2 separate regions of the Sus scrofa genome follow, and region 2 is linked to region 1. A link is a contact called in public Hi-C data. All regions are on one chromosome and are shown on one strand. Each heading gives the region's core, a stretch centred on a gene start, on an enhancer-like site or on the middle of the called end of the contact. The rest is flanking DNA. Distances are from core to core; before and after follow the strand shown. Region 1 holds the start of TMEM94 (transmembrane protein 94). Region 2 holds the start of ARMC7 (armadillo repeat containing 7).

The links. A called contact is a pair of places that touch in the nucleus more often than the background predicts.
Region 2: a contact with region 1 is called in a Hi-C map of liver, with 5 times the contacts expected there. The contact joins the promoter of ARMC7 here to the promoter of TMEM94 in region 1. A contact is called at or near these places in 1 of 47 Hi-C or Micro-C datasets (liver) and 1 of 2 datasets of contacts at active chromatin or transcription factors (alveolar macrophages).

What each region holds. Positions count from the first base shown.
Region 1 is chr12:5,903,037-5,910,790 of Sscrofa11.1, forward strand. It overlaps TMEM94 (transmembrane protein 94), which reads right to left and starts at 2,753. Exons shown (of 32, transcript XM_021066635.1): 1 at 2,212-2,753.
Region 2 is chr12:6,179,036-6,186,789 of Sscrofa11.1, forward strand. It overlaps ARMC7 (armadillo repeat containing 7), which reads right to left and starts at 4,047. Exons shown (of 3, transcript NM_001243806.1): 1 at 3,650-4,047; 2 at 3,413-3,556. The coding sequence starts at 3,740. It overlaps SLC16A5 (monocarboxylate transporter 6), which reads right to left. Exons shown (of 5, transcript XM_005668613.3): 5 at 6,480-7,754. The coding sequence ends at 7,628.

The DNA.
Region 1 (7,754 bases), core at 1,503-4,002:
AAGACACAGCTTGGATCCCAAGTTGCTGTGGCTGTGGTGTAGGCCGGTAGCTGTAGCTCCGATTCAACCCCTAGCCTGGGAACCTGCATATGCTACAGTTGTGGCCCTGAAAAAGAAAAAAAAAAAAAAAAAATCCAACTGCAGCAGCTTGGGTCACTGCTGAGGTGCAGGTTCCATCCCCAGCCCAGTGCAGTGGGTTAAGGATTGGGCGTTGCTGCAGCTGTGGCTCAGATTCAACCCCTGGCCCAGGAACTCCCATATGTGGTGGAGGGGGCCTAAAAGAAAGAAAAGAACCTGGAGCTCCCGTTGTGGCTCAGTGGCTAATGAACCCAACCAGTATCCATGAGGACTTGGGTTCAAACCCTGGCCTTGCTCAATGGATTAAGGATCCGGTGTTGCCGTGAACTGTGGTGTAGGTCACAGATGCAGCTCAGATCCCACGTTGCTGTGGCTGTGGCACAGGCTGGTGGCTACAGCTTTGATTCAACCCGTAGCCCCGTAGCCTGGGAACCTCCATATGCCATGGATGTGACCCTAAAAAGACCAAAAAAAAAAAAAAAAAAAAAAGAGGAGGAAAAAAGAAAAGCTAATAAGGAAATTCCCTGGTGGTCTAGTGTTTAGGATTCAGTGCTTTCACCACTGCGGACAGGGTTTAATCTCTGGCCTGGGAACTGAGATCCCACATCAAGCCCCTGCACACCCCAGCCAAAACAAACAAACAAACAAACAAACACAAAAACAGAAACAGAAACAAACCTAGTTAAGTGCCAGACCATATACACCACCTCATTTTTTTTGGGGGGGGGAGCTTTTTAGGGTCGCACCCGTGGCATATGGAGGTTCACAGGCTAGGGGTCAATTGGAGCTGCAGCTGCCGGCCTATACCACAGCCACAAAAACGTAGGATCTGAGCTGCGTCTGCGACCTACACCATAGCTCATGGCAACGCTGGATCCTTAACCTATTGAGCAAGGGATCAAACCCGCAACCTCATGGTTCCTAGTTGGATTCATTTCCTGTACCACCTCATTTTAACGCTCACAGCCACCCTGTAAGAAGCTGAGAGAAGTCAGGGAACTTGATTGTCTTAAATTCCACCAAGGAAACAACCAGCTCTGGCGGATAAAGAACTCAAGAATTCTGAACTTCAGAATTCCAGTCCTGGCCCCTGGTGGCCCTGGCCCTTTGTAACTCTCCCAACAGTTATTAGGTTCCACATCTGTAACAGAGAAAATGTTAAAATTCCCTCCCGATGCCCATCTTCTAAGACTATGCAGGGTCAACTGAACTGTCACCGCCGCTGAAACGAGTGTCTTGGATAAAGCATGAGAAAATGATCATCGTCCCCCCGGCACAAAAATCACATAGTAGAAGGAAAACAGATTCAAGGCAGAGCTCCCTCTTACTTTTCCCCAAGAGCCACACACGAAAAAGAGGGTGGGATGTAGCAACACGTGACCAAACCCATGCCCGCGCCAAAGCAGCCCGTGGTCACACACCAATGAAAGAGCAGGGTTTCCCTCGCTGCTGGCATTGGCAGGGACTCGTACCACCGCTCGCGAGGGATTCTAAGAACAGGACTTCAGCGGTGAGCAGCAGAGGAACAGAGCACCGCACAGAGATCAGTTTATGGGGTGGCAAACAATATTCCCCTGGTTGCTTCGAATGAGTCTTTAAACATTCTGGAAAGGCGGAAGAGGGCGTAAAAAAAGGCAGGGCACGCTCCAAACTGCTGAAGGTTGAAAAGCCCCTCCGGCTCCATCCACCTGGACACAGGGGACACGATCAGCACAAGGGCCCGGGCGGCAGAGGAGAGCGCGCGCAGGGGGAACAACCGTCGGAACTGGGGCCAGGATGGGGACTCCCGGAGATCTATAAATACACTGGACACCAGCGTCGGAAGCCCTCTGGGCCAGGGCCCAGCCACAGCAATCCTGGGGCAGGGAGTCTTTGTTGGCGGGAGGCTTCGATGTCTGACGCAGGACCCCCAAGGGGCCAAGCCAGGGCCGAGGGTAGGTGTGAGTATCTGGGGAAAGGAAATGGCCAAGAGTTGGAGGCAACGGCCTCCACCTAAGGGATCCCCTGAGGCCATTCCCTGGGTGCAGACCCCAGACTCCCCTCCGCTAAGCCAAGAATCCGGAAGCTGCGGAAGCCAAGCCCCACGCCCCTTTGCTCTCCGTGCTTCAGGGCCACGGGTCTTCACGTACTTACCAGGGCCCGGGGTGTCCTTCTTCGCCTGCGTCCTCTCCCCTCCCTGCCCCCTCCTCACTTCACATCCCCTCCTCCAAGGACTGCAGCCATGCCCGTTACTGGCAACTCCTAGGGGTCGGCTTTCCTTCTCAGACAACAGAGACGCCGGTCGCAAGCTAAAGTCCTGGATCCTGATTGGTCTAAATCAGAGACGGGCGGGGAGTTCTGGCTTCTTATTGGTTAGGAGGAGTGCTCGGCTGTAGCTGCATCCGCCCCTCTGAGAGCCGGGCGGAATTAAGTGCCAAGAGATGCCGGCGTGAGAGCGCGCTGCCACTATCCATCCTTGTGCGTTGCGCTCGGCCGTCTTCTGATCCGGAGATTCTACCAGAGGCGAAGGCGCGACTTTCCTCTCGATTAGTTTTCCCTCGGAGTTATCCTAAAAAGGTCGACTAGACCTCCTGCCCCCCGCCTTTCTTTCTTTTTAAAATAGGCCCTTTGCAGAGCTCCTGTGTCTCCTACTTTTAAGCTCCCTCCTCGTTGCTGGGTACAAATCCTTAGAGACACCTTGCTCAGAGACCTTGGAGGGAGTCCCTCAGGGACGAATACTGCTTCCAAACCAAAGCTGGAGAATCTAAGACAGTACTGCAGTTTTCTCCTCAGCTCGGCCGAACTCCAAAGGGAAAACAAGTTAAAAATTTTTTTCTAGATAATTAGAGAAATCGCCTGAGAGACCTCTCTTGGGAAAACAAAGCAACCCTGTGTCAGTATTTACTTCTGTTTTCCCAGAGATCTAAGTCTGGAGAGTTGGGGTTTTTGTTTTTTGTCTTTTAGTCTGTTTATAAAATTGGAAGAAGGTCATGGCTGGCCCTGGGAAGCAAAAGCCCCTTCCCCCTTTTAGTAATGAGTTTATGTAATTATAATCTCTCTTTCTTCTCAGCTGGACAAGAAGTTGCCATGTCGGGTACCTAATCTTCTGTTTGAACTGTTTACCAGTTGTCTAAGACTGGTAGAATCACGTCACTTTCCTGCATACAGAAATTTGCAGTTTATCTTAGCCAAAAGAAAAATTCACATCGCTCTACCGGAAATGCAAAGTCCCTCATAGGTTGTCCCAGACATGCATTTCTCAGCTTAACTCCCCACAACCCAAACTACAGAGATTTACCATCATTTCGTAAATACCTCTGGGACCCTCCCACCATTGCTCCTTTGCCCAAGAGGCTCCCTGTGCTTTGAAGGCTCTTTCTTACCGATAAAGCCAATGTTCAAATACACGCCCATGCTAAAGGCCTACCTCAAACAAGACCTCCCCTAAAGCCTTCCCTGACTTTGAGTCACTGAAATTCTCCCTACAGCACTGTACTTTTTTGTGTGTCTCCATTGCTGACTTTACAAAGTAAATATGCTTTCCACAGGACTGTTTCTGTAAGCGTTTAAACTCCTAAAGGCAGCGGGCTTATCCTGGCAGACCCCACAGCTCCTTGCTTGGAGCCTGGTACCCCGTAAATGTTTGCTGAACTGAACTAGTCAATTTCCTGTACCTTATGTCTTTTCACATCATCCCAAAAGGTTTATATGACTGCGTTCGGAAGGTTATTATTATTGTTGTTGTTGTCTTTTTAGGGCTGCACTCACGGCATATGGAGGTTCCTAGGCTGTGGGTTGAATCGGAGCAGTAGCTGCTGGCCTGCACCACAACCACAGCAACGCTGGATCCAAGCTGCGTCTGCGACCTGCACCACAGCTCACAGCAATGCCAGATCCTTAACCCACTGAGTAAGGCCAGGGATTGAACCTGTGTCCTCATGGATACTAGTCAGGTTCGTTAACCATTGAGCCACGGTGGGAACGCCTGCATTTGGAAGGTTGGCAGATGTAATGTAATCATCCTGCCCTGCTCCACGTTCTACCCATCTGGTCTCCTCTGGCCATACTTGTTTCTTTTTTTTTTTTTCCCCAGTGGTTCCTGTGGCATATGGAAGTCCCCAGGCCAGGGGTTGAACCCGCACCACAGCAGCAACCCAAGCTGTTGTGGAGATAATGGTAGGTCCTTAACCCACTGCGCCACAAGGAAACTCCCATCCTTGTTTCTTTTTCCTTTTTTTTTTTTTTTTTTTTTTTGGCCACGCCTGTGGCATGGGAAAGGTCCCAGGACAGGCATTGAATCCGCGCCACAGCAACGACCTGAGCCACAGCAATAACACCAGATCCCTAACCCATTGACCCACCAGGGAACTCCTGGCCATACTTGTTTCTCTGTTTCATTGGGTTTTATGAATATTAACCAACAAATTTAAACTAAGTGCCTACCAGTTTCAGGGGTTGTGTCCTTCTCCTACTAACCATCCCCTCTGTCAGTGCCCCCACCCAGCCAAAAGTAAAACTTCGCCTAAGAAGCCCTGGATCCAGAACATACCCATACACCCACTCTAAACTCACCCTGGCTGGACTTTTTGTGGCTCTGAGGTCCCTACGTCTGTGTCTTGTTGGTTGTCTAGCAACCCCAGGCAGCTGCGTAATCCTTCTTCTGGAGCTTTCCCTGTCTCTCTGCCAAAATGACCTTGATGAGAAAACCAGGGCCTTCCAGGGGGGATGTCCCAGCCACTTCATCTATTTCCCTTTCAACATTCCTCCAAGGGAGAGCTACTTCCTTTCCCCATCCGTATGCTCGTCCTTTCCCTGACCCCAGCCTATTTCCTGTCTCTAGGCTCAGCTTATGCTCTTCGCTGTGCCTGAAATGCCCTTTTGCTTTCGTTCTAACGCCCCATCATCCATGAAGTTCAGGTTGGCTTGTCCCTGCTCTGTTTTCTCATAATTCCCTGTAGATGACTCCATCATCTCCACACGGACCACACTGTTTGACGTCTTGGACAGGAAAATATATTAATAATGCATTCGTACCCCAGCGCTCTCTCTCTCTCCCCACTGCCTGATAACGACGGATTCTGTCCGTGCCTGTTAGGTTGCCAGATCATTGCACAGTTATCAGAATAATAGGGGAAAGGTAGGGCAGAGAAGGGCGAGCCTTGAGTGGTTTGGTTTACTCTGGGTGGGAGGCAGAGTGATGGGTGGCTGAGAGCAGATGGATTTGAAAAGAGGGCAGGAGCAAATGAAGAGAGAAGAGCTGGAACAGTGTGAATTAGGGAAGAGTCGGAGGAAGGTTGGAGAGAGGAAAGAGAAGCTTTAGGGCAGAGTGAGAAAGGCCTTAGGTGAGTAGGTGGAATACCTTTCCCCTATCAGTCAGATACTGTACAATGACCTGGGAATCTAACAGGTAAAGACAGAATCCCCCTTAGCAGACAGGAGGAGGGAAAGGATTTTAAGGTTTCTTGTAAATCATTTTTGTAATTCCCCCTTAGACACTTTTTTCAAGAGACTGCAGTAAGATTGGAAGTGGCTTTGCAATTATTTTTGTGGGTTTTTTTGGCAATTATTTTTGGATGCCAATTATCATTTATTACTATATAATTCTCTCCAGAGACTGGACATAGCCACCACTAGGCTTTATGTTGTTGATGACATTGTCTATGTGTCCTTTCTCTTCCTGTGAGTCCCCTGTGTCCAAGGACTATGTCATTTTCATCTTGTGTCACTGTTTTGTCTTTTTGGCCGCACCCAAGTCATGCAGAAGTTCCTCGGAGCCAGGGATCGATCCCATGCCACAGCAGTAACCCAAGCCACAGTAGTGACAACGCTTCACTGCTAGGTCACCAGGGAACTCCCTGTCACTGTTGATTAACAAAGTACCAGGCACACAGTAGGTGTCTAATACATGTTTGTTGAGTAAATGAGTTGGTGCTCAATTATCCTCTTTCTCTAGCATCTTTAGTTGCTTCCTGGACATCGGGTCCTTTCCCCTAACCATATACACGTACATAGTTCTCATCTCCCCTTAGAACAAAAGAAGGAGGGGGACAGACAGTGGAGGGGAAGGAAGAAAGAGAGGAAGGAGGAGGAAGAGGAGAGCCGCCAGGAAGCTCCCTCTCGGATTATGATGCTGTGTCTCTCTTAGACTAGCCAGTGTGGTAACACCTGACGACCTCACCTTAGCTATTACAGTCAACAGAGAATCACTGCTTCATTTGTTTTGGGATCCTGGGGAATATAAGAGACATAGCTGAGAAATTCTACAGCAGCTAACTTTAAATAACCATGTTTCAACTGTTGTTAAATCAGTCTGGAATACGCCCCTTCAAGACCGACCAATGACGTCATGCTGTGTTGGTCTACCTGCCAACGGGTCAGCACGTGTTTACTGAGCCCCTGCCTGTGCCAGGCCTGGGGCTGGTTGCTGGGCATGCCAGTGGCGAGCAAAATAGTGAGAATCCCTGCCTTCGCATCGCTAATATTCTAGTGGAGGGACAAGATCTTAAACAAGTAAATATGTCATCGCAAGTGTGCAGGGAGTTGCCTCTGTGGCTCAGTGGTTAACGAACCCGACTGGGACGCATGAAGATGTGGGTTCGATCCCTGGCCTTGCTCAGCGGGTTAAGGATCTGGTGTTGCTGTGGCTGTGGTGTAGGCCGGCAGCTGTAGCTCCGATTCAAAACCTATGCTGGGAGCCTCCATATGCTGCAGGTGTGGCCCTAAAAACCAAAAACAAAAAACAAGTGTGCAAAGTGCTGCAAAAGAGCATCTCTAGTGGGATCTTGGAGATCACATCTTGGGGAAGCCAATGGAGGTGGGAGGTAGAATGTGCAAAGACCCTGAGAAAGGAGGGTATGAGACTGAAGAGCTGTAGGGGTCCCTGCAGGAAAGGGGACGGGGAAGTGGTGAGAGGCCAAGCTGGAGAAGTCAGGCAGCGGCTCCTGCATGGTCTTCAGCTCCACATGAATGAGCTTTGAGCTTTATTCTAAGGGCATTGAAAAGCTATTGGAGGATTTTAAGGGAGAGAGGGCCACGGTCTGATTGGCATTTATAAAAATACTCAGTTGGCTGCTGAGTAGAAAATGGATCAGAAGGAAGCAAGAGCAGGTGTGCAAGGCCCAGAGAGGAGGCTTGGCAGTAATCTGAGCGACTTAGCCCCTGGGCTAAGGTGACAGCAGCCTGGGTGTCAAGCAGTGGACGAGTTCAGGAGATCCTTGGAGTTCCCTGTGGGGCAGCAGGTTCAGGATCCAACGTTGTCACTGCTGTGCCTCGGGCCGCTGCTGTGGTGAGGTTTTGAACCCCGGCCCAGAAATTTCCACATGCCGGTCTAGTCAAAAACAAAGGGGGGGGGCACACATGCACGAGAGAGGAATCTCTAGCAGGTGCACTAAGCAAGACTTAGGGGTCGAATGGACTTAAGGTCTGGAGAGAAAGAGCGGAGGATGCTTCCTAGGTTTCTACACCCTGGACCTCACAGGGTGTCAGTGCTGATACAGCATCTTTGTTCAGCTCCAGGTGCCTGGAAAAGGCTAATTTAGAGCAAAGTACTAACATCATCTAGAAAACATTCCTGGTTGTGCCTTCACTTTATCTAGATGGAGATAAGAGAGGTGAGTCAGAAGGCACAAGTAATTCGGCAGGACTCATTCAGGGTTTTGAACAAAGCGCGACACCTGCATCGCATCTACGCATCTATG
Region 2 (7,754 bases), core at 2,797-5,296, 280 kb after region 1:
CATGGCATACAGAAACTCCTGGGCCAGGGACTGAACCCAAGCCACAGCAGTGACCAACACCAGATCCTTAACCTGCTAGGCCACCAGAGAACTGGAGAATATTTTAAAGTAACCAGCCTTTCACGATATTCATTCAGCATGATAATTGTCCAGAGGGGCAGAGACATGAACTAGCACCACTCTTAAACCTGGGCAATTGGGCTCCTGCCCCAGCCCGGCTTTAGAGGGCCTCACTTTGGCCTCTCCACAGGCTGAAGAGTCCAGGGAGCCCACCCAAAGCCCATCCCCCTGCCCCCATCCCCTGCGCTCCAGGCCCTAAACCTGCCCCCATAATTGCATGACCTCTTTCCTGCATCCTGACTCCCTGGAGTGAACCCCACTGTTGGTGTGCACACCAAGTCCAATGACTGGCCCCTGGGCAAGTGTTTGTGGGGCTGTGAACATAGCTGGGATGTCCACGCATGTGTGCGAGGCCTGTTCCAAGAGGAGGAGTCCCAGATACCATAGGTTATAGGCAGAACTGGATGGTCTTTCAAGGTAAGAGTGGAGTTCCCGTCGTGGCTCAGCAGTGAATGAATCTGACTAGCATCCATGAGGATGACAGGTTCGATCCCTGGTCTTGCTCAGTGGGTTAAGGATTCGGTGTTTTGTTTTGTGTCTTTTTGCCATTTCTTGAGCCACTCCCGAGGCATATGGAGGTTCCCGGGCTAGGGGTCGAATTGGAGCTGTAGCTGCCAGCCTACGCCAGAGCCACAGCAATGCAGGATCTGAACCTCAACTGCGACCTACACCACAGCTCACGGCAACGCTGGAACCTTGACCCACTGAGCAAGGGCAGGGATCGAACCCGAAACCTCATGGTTCCTAGTCGGATTCGTTAACCACTGCGCCACAACAGGAACTCCTCGTTACTTGATTTACTTGATTCCATCGAGGCTTTCATTCTAATTTCTAGGTCACGGGAAATAAAGGGGATACAGGAATGAATGAACTAACACCATAAAGAAGCAACCAGAGAATTCCAAGGCTGTGACATTCTGCAGGGTTGGTCTGGATCCTTCCACAATTATTGGTGGAGGAAGAAACGTCAATTAGTGATGAAAAGAGACAGACGCTTAGGTATGTCGTTACCCCCTCCCAAAGAGCACAATACGGAAAGGCTGGGGGTGGGGGATAAAGAGCAGCGTTACAGTGGAGAAACCTGGCACAGCCTCCTTCAGCCAGGTGATCCGAGTTGCTATCGACAGGGATGTCGATAATACAACAAGCAGTGTCGGAGTTCCCATCACGGCTCGGCAGTTAACGAGCCCGACTAGTGTCCATGAGGATGCAGGTTCAATCCCTGACCTCGTTCAGTGGGTTAAGGATCCAGCACTGCCGTGAGCTGTGGTGTAGGCCGCAGATGCAGCTGGATCTGGCGTGGCTGTGGTGTAGGCCGGCAGCTGTAGCTCTGATTTGATTCCTAGCCTGAGAACTTCTATATGTCTCAGGTGCAGCCCTCAAAAGACAAAAAAAAAAAAAAAAAAAAAAAAAACAATTAAGTCATGTTGACAGCATACACCCTTGATATAAATGAAAAGGACCCTTTACCTCTGTGGTCGTTCTCCCCCCCCAAACCCACATCCCCGTCTAATCGTGAGAAAAACACCAGAAATCCCACTTGGGGGAAAAGCTACAAGATACCTGACCAGTGTTCCTGAAAACTGCCAAGGTCCTCTGAAATGGGGCAAAGTCTCAGAGAGTGGCTCAGCCCAGAGGAGCCGAAGGAGACATGACAACGACACGTACTATAGTGTCCTGGGCGGAATCTTGGATCAGTAAAAGGATATCAGGGAAAAAGTAAGGAAACGTGAATAACTTATGGCCTTGAGTAAATAATAATGGTTTATTAACTGTAACAAACCTATCTTAAACGAATGGAAGACGTGAACGATAAGGTAACCAACTGCGGGTGGCACACGTGCAAACTCTGCCCTATCTTTGCACTTCTTCTAAAATACAAAGTTTGCTTAAGGAGAGACAGAGAGAGGAGTTCTGGCTGTGGTGCAGAAGGATCAGTGGCATCTCTGGAGGACTAAAACGTGGGTTCAATCCCCAGCCTGGCACAATGAGATAAGGATTGGGTGCTACCACAGCTGCGGTGTACGTTGAAACTGTGGCTCAGATCCGATCCCTGGCCAGCGAACCCCATATGCCAAGAGGCGGCCAAAAAGAAAGAAAGAAAGAAAAAAAAAAAAGAGAGAGAGGTTGAGAGCTAAGGATCATAACAACCACGTTAAGTGCGTGGATCCTGGCGTGCATTCTGGTTTAAACAAAGCAAAAAAAATTGCATCCTTCCGGTAACTATAAAGAAATTTGCATGACTGGGTATTTGGTGATAATCTACGTTGATAAGATTCCTCTCACTATACAGAAAAATGTTTCTTCAAAGATACACGTGGGAGTTCCCTTCATGGCTCAGCGGTTAGCGAACCTGACTAGCAACCATGAGGACGCGGTTCAATCCCTGACCTCAATCAGTGGGTTGAGGATCCCACGTTGCAGGGAGCTGTGGTGTGGGTCACAGATATGGCTCGGATCCTGTGATGCTGGATGCTGTGGCCGGGAGCTATAGCTCTGATTCGACCCCTAGCCTGGAACCACCATATGCCCTAAAAAGACAACAACAACGAAACAAAGATACATGCTGAACAACGAACGTCTGTCCTCAGAATCAACAAACTCTTTCCTACCACCTAGCTCTGAGTCAGGAGCTGCCTCGAGCTCTTGGACCTCATTTGGTACCTCTCTCAGCTTCATTCACCACAGTCCCACCACATCAGCCTTTCCTTCTGCCTCCTCCCGCTTAAGGGTCTGGGCCCATGCTGTGCCTCTGCCGAGACCGCCTTCCCACGATGGCCAAAACAAAAGGAGTGTCTACCTCCCCTTGCTCCACCTCATCAGCCTGTTTATTTTCTTCAGAGCCTCAGCTTTTGTTCAAACACCTGTCTCCCTCTACCAGAGTGTAAATTCCTCGAGGGCAAAGACCTTTTCCCCAACCTGCTTGCCATCTTCCCAGCATTTAGAACAATACCTTAATCACACAGTACATGCCCCATAATACCTGTCCAGCGAATAGTTCGATAGGTCCTAGGCATAAGCCATTCCAAGTCACCTCTACTTCTCTGGATATTAAAACATGAAGATAAAGCTGTTTAAAAAGAGCACTCCACTCCCCCCTCCCGACCGCACCGGCCTTCAATCCATTTCCTCATTTATGCACACACCTGTAAGCAAGCAGCGCAGACAGGCACGCAGAATGAGTGCTTCGCAGCTGAGGGACTGCTTAAGATTCCTTTCTCCCAAACTCACTTCTAACTCACTGACCTCATTAAAGCCCATCAGGCATCTAGGAGTTGCACCCCATCCTTACCAATAGCAAACTCCACCAGGGTTTCATTCTCTTCCGACAGTGAATCGAGGAATAAATCCAGGACCTGCAGCTGCCGCAGATACTGGTAATTACTGGGGTCATAGGCGAAGTTAGCGAGGTTGGCCAGTACTTGCTCCTTGGCGTCTGCAGTGGAAAAGCAGCATTGGAACCAGGTCTGGGGCGGCGGCGGTGGCCGGACCCCTGCCCCCGCCCTGCTCCCCCCGCCGCCGCTCTCACCTTGGCTCTCTGTCTCCTGGAATTCCGTGACCAGCGCCTGAAGATATCCTAGCCGGCCGACGTGAGGGTCTACCTTCGGCTTCTGGGCCATGGTCGGGCGGCGGAGGGCCCCCGAGGGAACGGCAGGTGTGTGGAAGGTGAGGCCGGAAAGCGGGGCGAGAATCTTACCCGGGTCTCCACCGGCCCGGGGAGGGGAGGACTGGGGCGGGAAACGGGCTCCTCTCCTGGCTTTAGGCTCTGCGGTAATTTGCAGCTGAAACTGGGGTGTGGGAAATGGGATGGGGATTCAGGACTCCGTAAGAGTTAGGAGTGGAAAATCTAAGGACGGGCGCAGGAGACAAGCACACAACCGCCCGCTGTGGAAGAGAGGAGCAGGAGCAGCGCCCGGCAGAGCTCGGTTTTCTTCCAGGTTCCGGATTTCCGGGAGAAGCCGCGCCTAGTCCCGCCCCTGGGCGGAAGGGGCGGGTCGAAGGGGGCGAGGGGCGGGGCCCTCGCAGAGCTTAGAGGGCTTGCGCGGAACGCTTGCTGCTTCTCAGCTCCAGATGAGGGCGATCCGCCTGGCTGGCGATCCGCCTGGCCGGCGATCCTGGAAGGTTGTGGAAGCACTGAGGAGCGCGGCCAGAGCCTTTAAGAGCTTAGAGGTGGCGGGGGTGTAGGGACACCCACGGGAGAACTGTCGAGGCAGAAGCACTTCCAGATACTTCTGCACTTGAGGGGGGCGCAGCCCAGCCTTCTGGAGCAAGGGACGCTCCTCTGGAACTCGGGTGTCTGTCCTCTGCAACTCTGGCTCCCAGTGTCCTCCATGTAGGTCCTTTAACACTACCTTGTGGCCGGCTTTTCCTGGCACCCTCTGCTTCCCAAACTCGTGCTAAGTCTGCCACCTCTGGCCAGAAACCTCAGGAACTGGGTAATGTCCTAAGGCATTTTGTCAGCCAAGTGGACGGGGAGCACCAGGGGCAGCACCATCAGGCCCTAGAAGGAGCCTCAGTGCACCGCTCTGGCGGCTTTCTGGGTTGTGGAGCCAGACAGACCTCACAGGCGCAGAGGACAGAGCACCAGGGAGGAAGGTGGCTTCTCGCACTCTAGTCATGCTTGAAAATGGGTGGATAAAAGAGGCTTGGGCTGTGCGCTATTTTGTTTTGCTTTTAAGAAAAAATTTCTTTTTGCGTTTATTTGCTTTTTTTTAATTTTAGGGCCGCACCCGAGGCATATGGAGTTTCCCAGGCTAGGGGTCCAATCAGGGCTACAGCTGCCAGCCTACACCACAGCCCCAGCAAAGCAGGATCTGAGCTGCATCTGCAACCTACACCACAGCTCTCTGCAACGCCAGATCCTTAACCCACTGAGCAAGGGCAGGGATGGAACCTGAAACCTCATAGTTCCTAGTTGGATTCATTTCTGCTGCGCCATGAGGGGAACTCCCAAGCTGGCTTTTTTTTTTTTTTTTTTGGATGGAACCTGCACCACAGCAGCAACCCAAGCCATGACAACACTGGGTCATTAACTAGCTGAGCCACTAGGGAACTCTTCTGTGAGCTTCCTGAGGGCAAGGGCCATGGGCCTTTGGCCCTGGGCCTGGCATGAGGGCAGAGTGGCTGCCATACTCCAGCCTGCCACAGCCCCACTGGGAGCCCCTCTGTGGTCTCAGGTCCTTGTGATAAGCCCCTGCCCTATGCACACACCCCAGGCCAAGAGTTTTGACCGTAGTCTGGATGCTTGGGCCCCCGCTCCTTCTTGAAGGGTGGTGGTCCCAGGCCCCTCAGCTTGTGAAGGGAGCTGATGCGGCCCAGAGAAGTGCATGTTAGCCCAGGGCGGCCAAGGGGGCTTCTCTGCTTCTGGCTGGACAGAGGAGTAAAGGCCTGGGAACAGTGGGCTTCACCCTATGCAGGTTAGGAACGGCTCTGCCCACTCTCTAAAAGAATCCCAGATCAGCTAAGAGTGAATTCTGGAATCAGATAGAAACTTCCACCATCACTTGTCCCCTCCTAAGGCTTCAGGGGCCCTCATCTTTGGGGAAGAATTCTTAGTCCTTGGTTTTGTGCTGAGGGCAGCGATCTGGTCTTACTCCTCTCAGCCCAGTTCCTGACACACAGTAGATGCTCAATAATATTTGTGGGAGGAATTCTGCCCAGAGATTATTGCCACTCTTGCCCAGCGGGCAGAGAAGGTGGAAGTTTCCTATGCTAAATATTTACTGATCTCTTTTTTCTTTGAAACAAGTTTTCAAGAAATGGGCCTAACGGGACGCAAGTTTCAAAGCCTTGCAGCTACTAGCACCGGAAGCATTCATCTACCAGTCCCAGCGCGCTCTCTTTCCATTGAGATGGAGAGGAGACAGGACCTGGTGAAATGTGTCCAGCGGTGCATTCTCCCTTCAGTGCTCAAGCTGTGGACAGTGACCATGTACAGGACAGGGATGGGAACAGGGACACCATGGGTCTTCAGGGTCAGACCTTTCAAACTGGAAGAGACTTTAGCTTTTCAAGGCCCAGGGATGGTGAACAATTTGCCCAAAGTCACACAGCAAATTGTGGCAGAGTCAAACTTGAATTCCACGCTCTATCCCAGCCCAGAGCCCTTTGCTTCATTTCTATACTACTGCCTTTGGCCAGAAGGGGGCACTCATGGGTCCTGGAGAAGGATGTTCCCAAGGACATTTACTTGTGCCAGCTGGAGCGCGCAGGAGGAAGGCAGGAGTTGGGTCACAGAAGAAAATCGATTCTCCTGATAAGGTTTTCTTGTTGGAGCCTGGGTGCACTTGAATCAACAAACAAGGTCCTGGGTGAGAGTAGCCCTGAAGGGGGACGAGGAAAAACTGACTCCAGGCCTATTTTCCAACTTCAGGGGTCACAGGGTTTATTACCTGCTGCGGAAAATGTTTTCGTGTGCAATGCAAACAAACCTTGTTTTTCATTCCCTCAGTTGGTCAGTATTCTGTTGGGACAAGTCTGGGCTGATGGCAGCCAGCCCTCAGGTGATGACCTCGGGGAAGGCACCAGCCCAGAAAGCATATGGGAGAAGCTGTGACCTCCAGGCCAGCAGCACAAGCCAATGGGGAGCAGGGGTGGCTTGGCAGTAGGCCCAGCCGGCTACTTACCCCTGGGTTGACATCTCTGACACAGCAGGGGGAACAGGATGACAGGAGGGGCTGAGAAAGGGATTCTGCTGCTAAAGCAGCTCCATTTTCAGAGGTCCTGGGGCCCTGCCCTGATTTCTGCCATACCCAAACTCCTCTTCCCAGCCAAGATACAGGTTGGGGCCAAGGAAGGAGGAGACCCTAGGGCAGACGCCACTCATTCTGGGACCCCAGCCAGGGGTCCCTGCACAGATGCCAGGACAGGTACTCCAGCAACATTTAATCTGTCCAAATCCTGCATCCAGGTTGGCCCTTCAGCCTGGCCCCCAGCACCGTGACTCAATTGCTCACAGGTCCTTCTTCCTAAGGTTCCAGCCAGCACGAGGCTGAGGCCTAGCAATCTGTGCTGGGGGCAGCTGTCAGGCAGAGGTGGGGCCAGCTGGGAAGGGGTGGGGGACTCGGGGGAAGGGTAGGCTCTTTGGCATTGTCTGGAGGGTGAAGGACAAAGAGATCACATCGGAGGCATCCAGGCTGGACTTGAAGGTCCAGTGTGTTGAGCTGTAGCAGCAGCGGTAGGCAGCCAGCTGAGCCGGGCCGGCTGTGACAGACCCGAGCCAGGCTCAGACCCACTGTCCCAGGCCCCAGGTACTCTGGTGCCCAAGGAAAAAGCCAGGAGGACCCGCTCCTGGAGTATGGAAGGTTTTTTTGGAGGTCAGCCTCTGGGGGCCCAGCTCCTGGCTGAGTCCAGACGTGCAGAGCCCGGGTGGCCTTTGGTTCAGGCTTCCTGGGCAGCCCTTCACCCCAGCCCCTGGCCAAGCAGCCAGACACCCCATTCCCGGGCTGAGGCAGGACCCCCTGACTTCGGAGCAGATTCTGGTCACACGTGTGAGTGACCCCGGGGCTCAGACGCTGGTCACATACATGATCTCCAGGCGTGGCTGCTTCTTGGGACCGTCTGTGTCCCCCCCAGCGAGGCCCTGCTCTTTAGTGGCCTCCGGGAGGGCCTCTTCGGTCTCAGCCCTCTGGCGG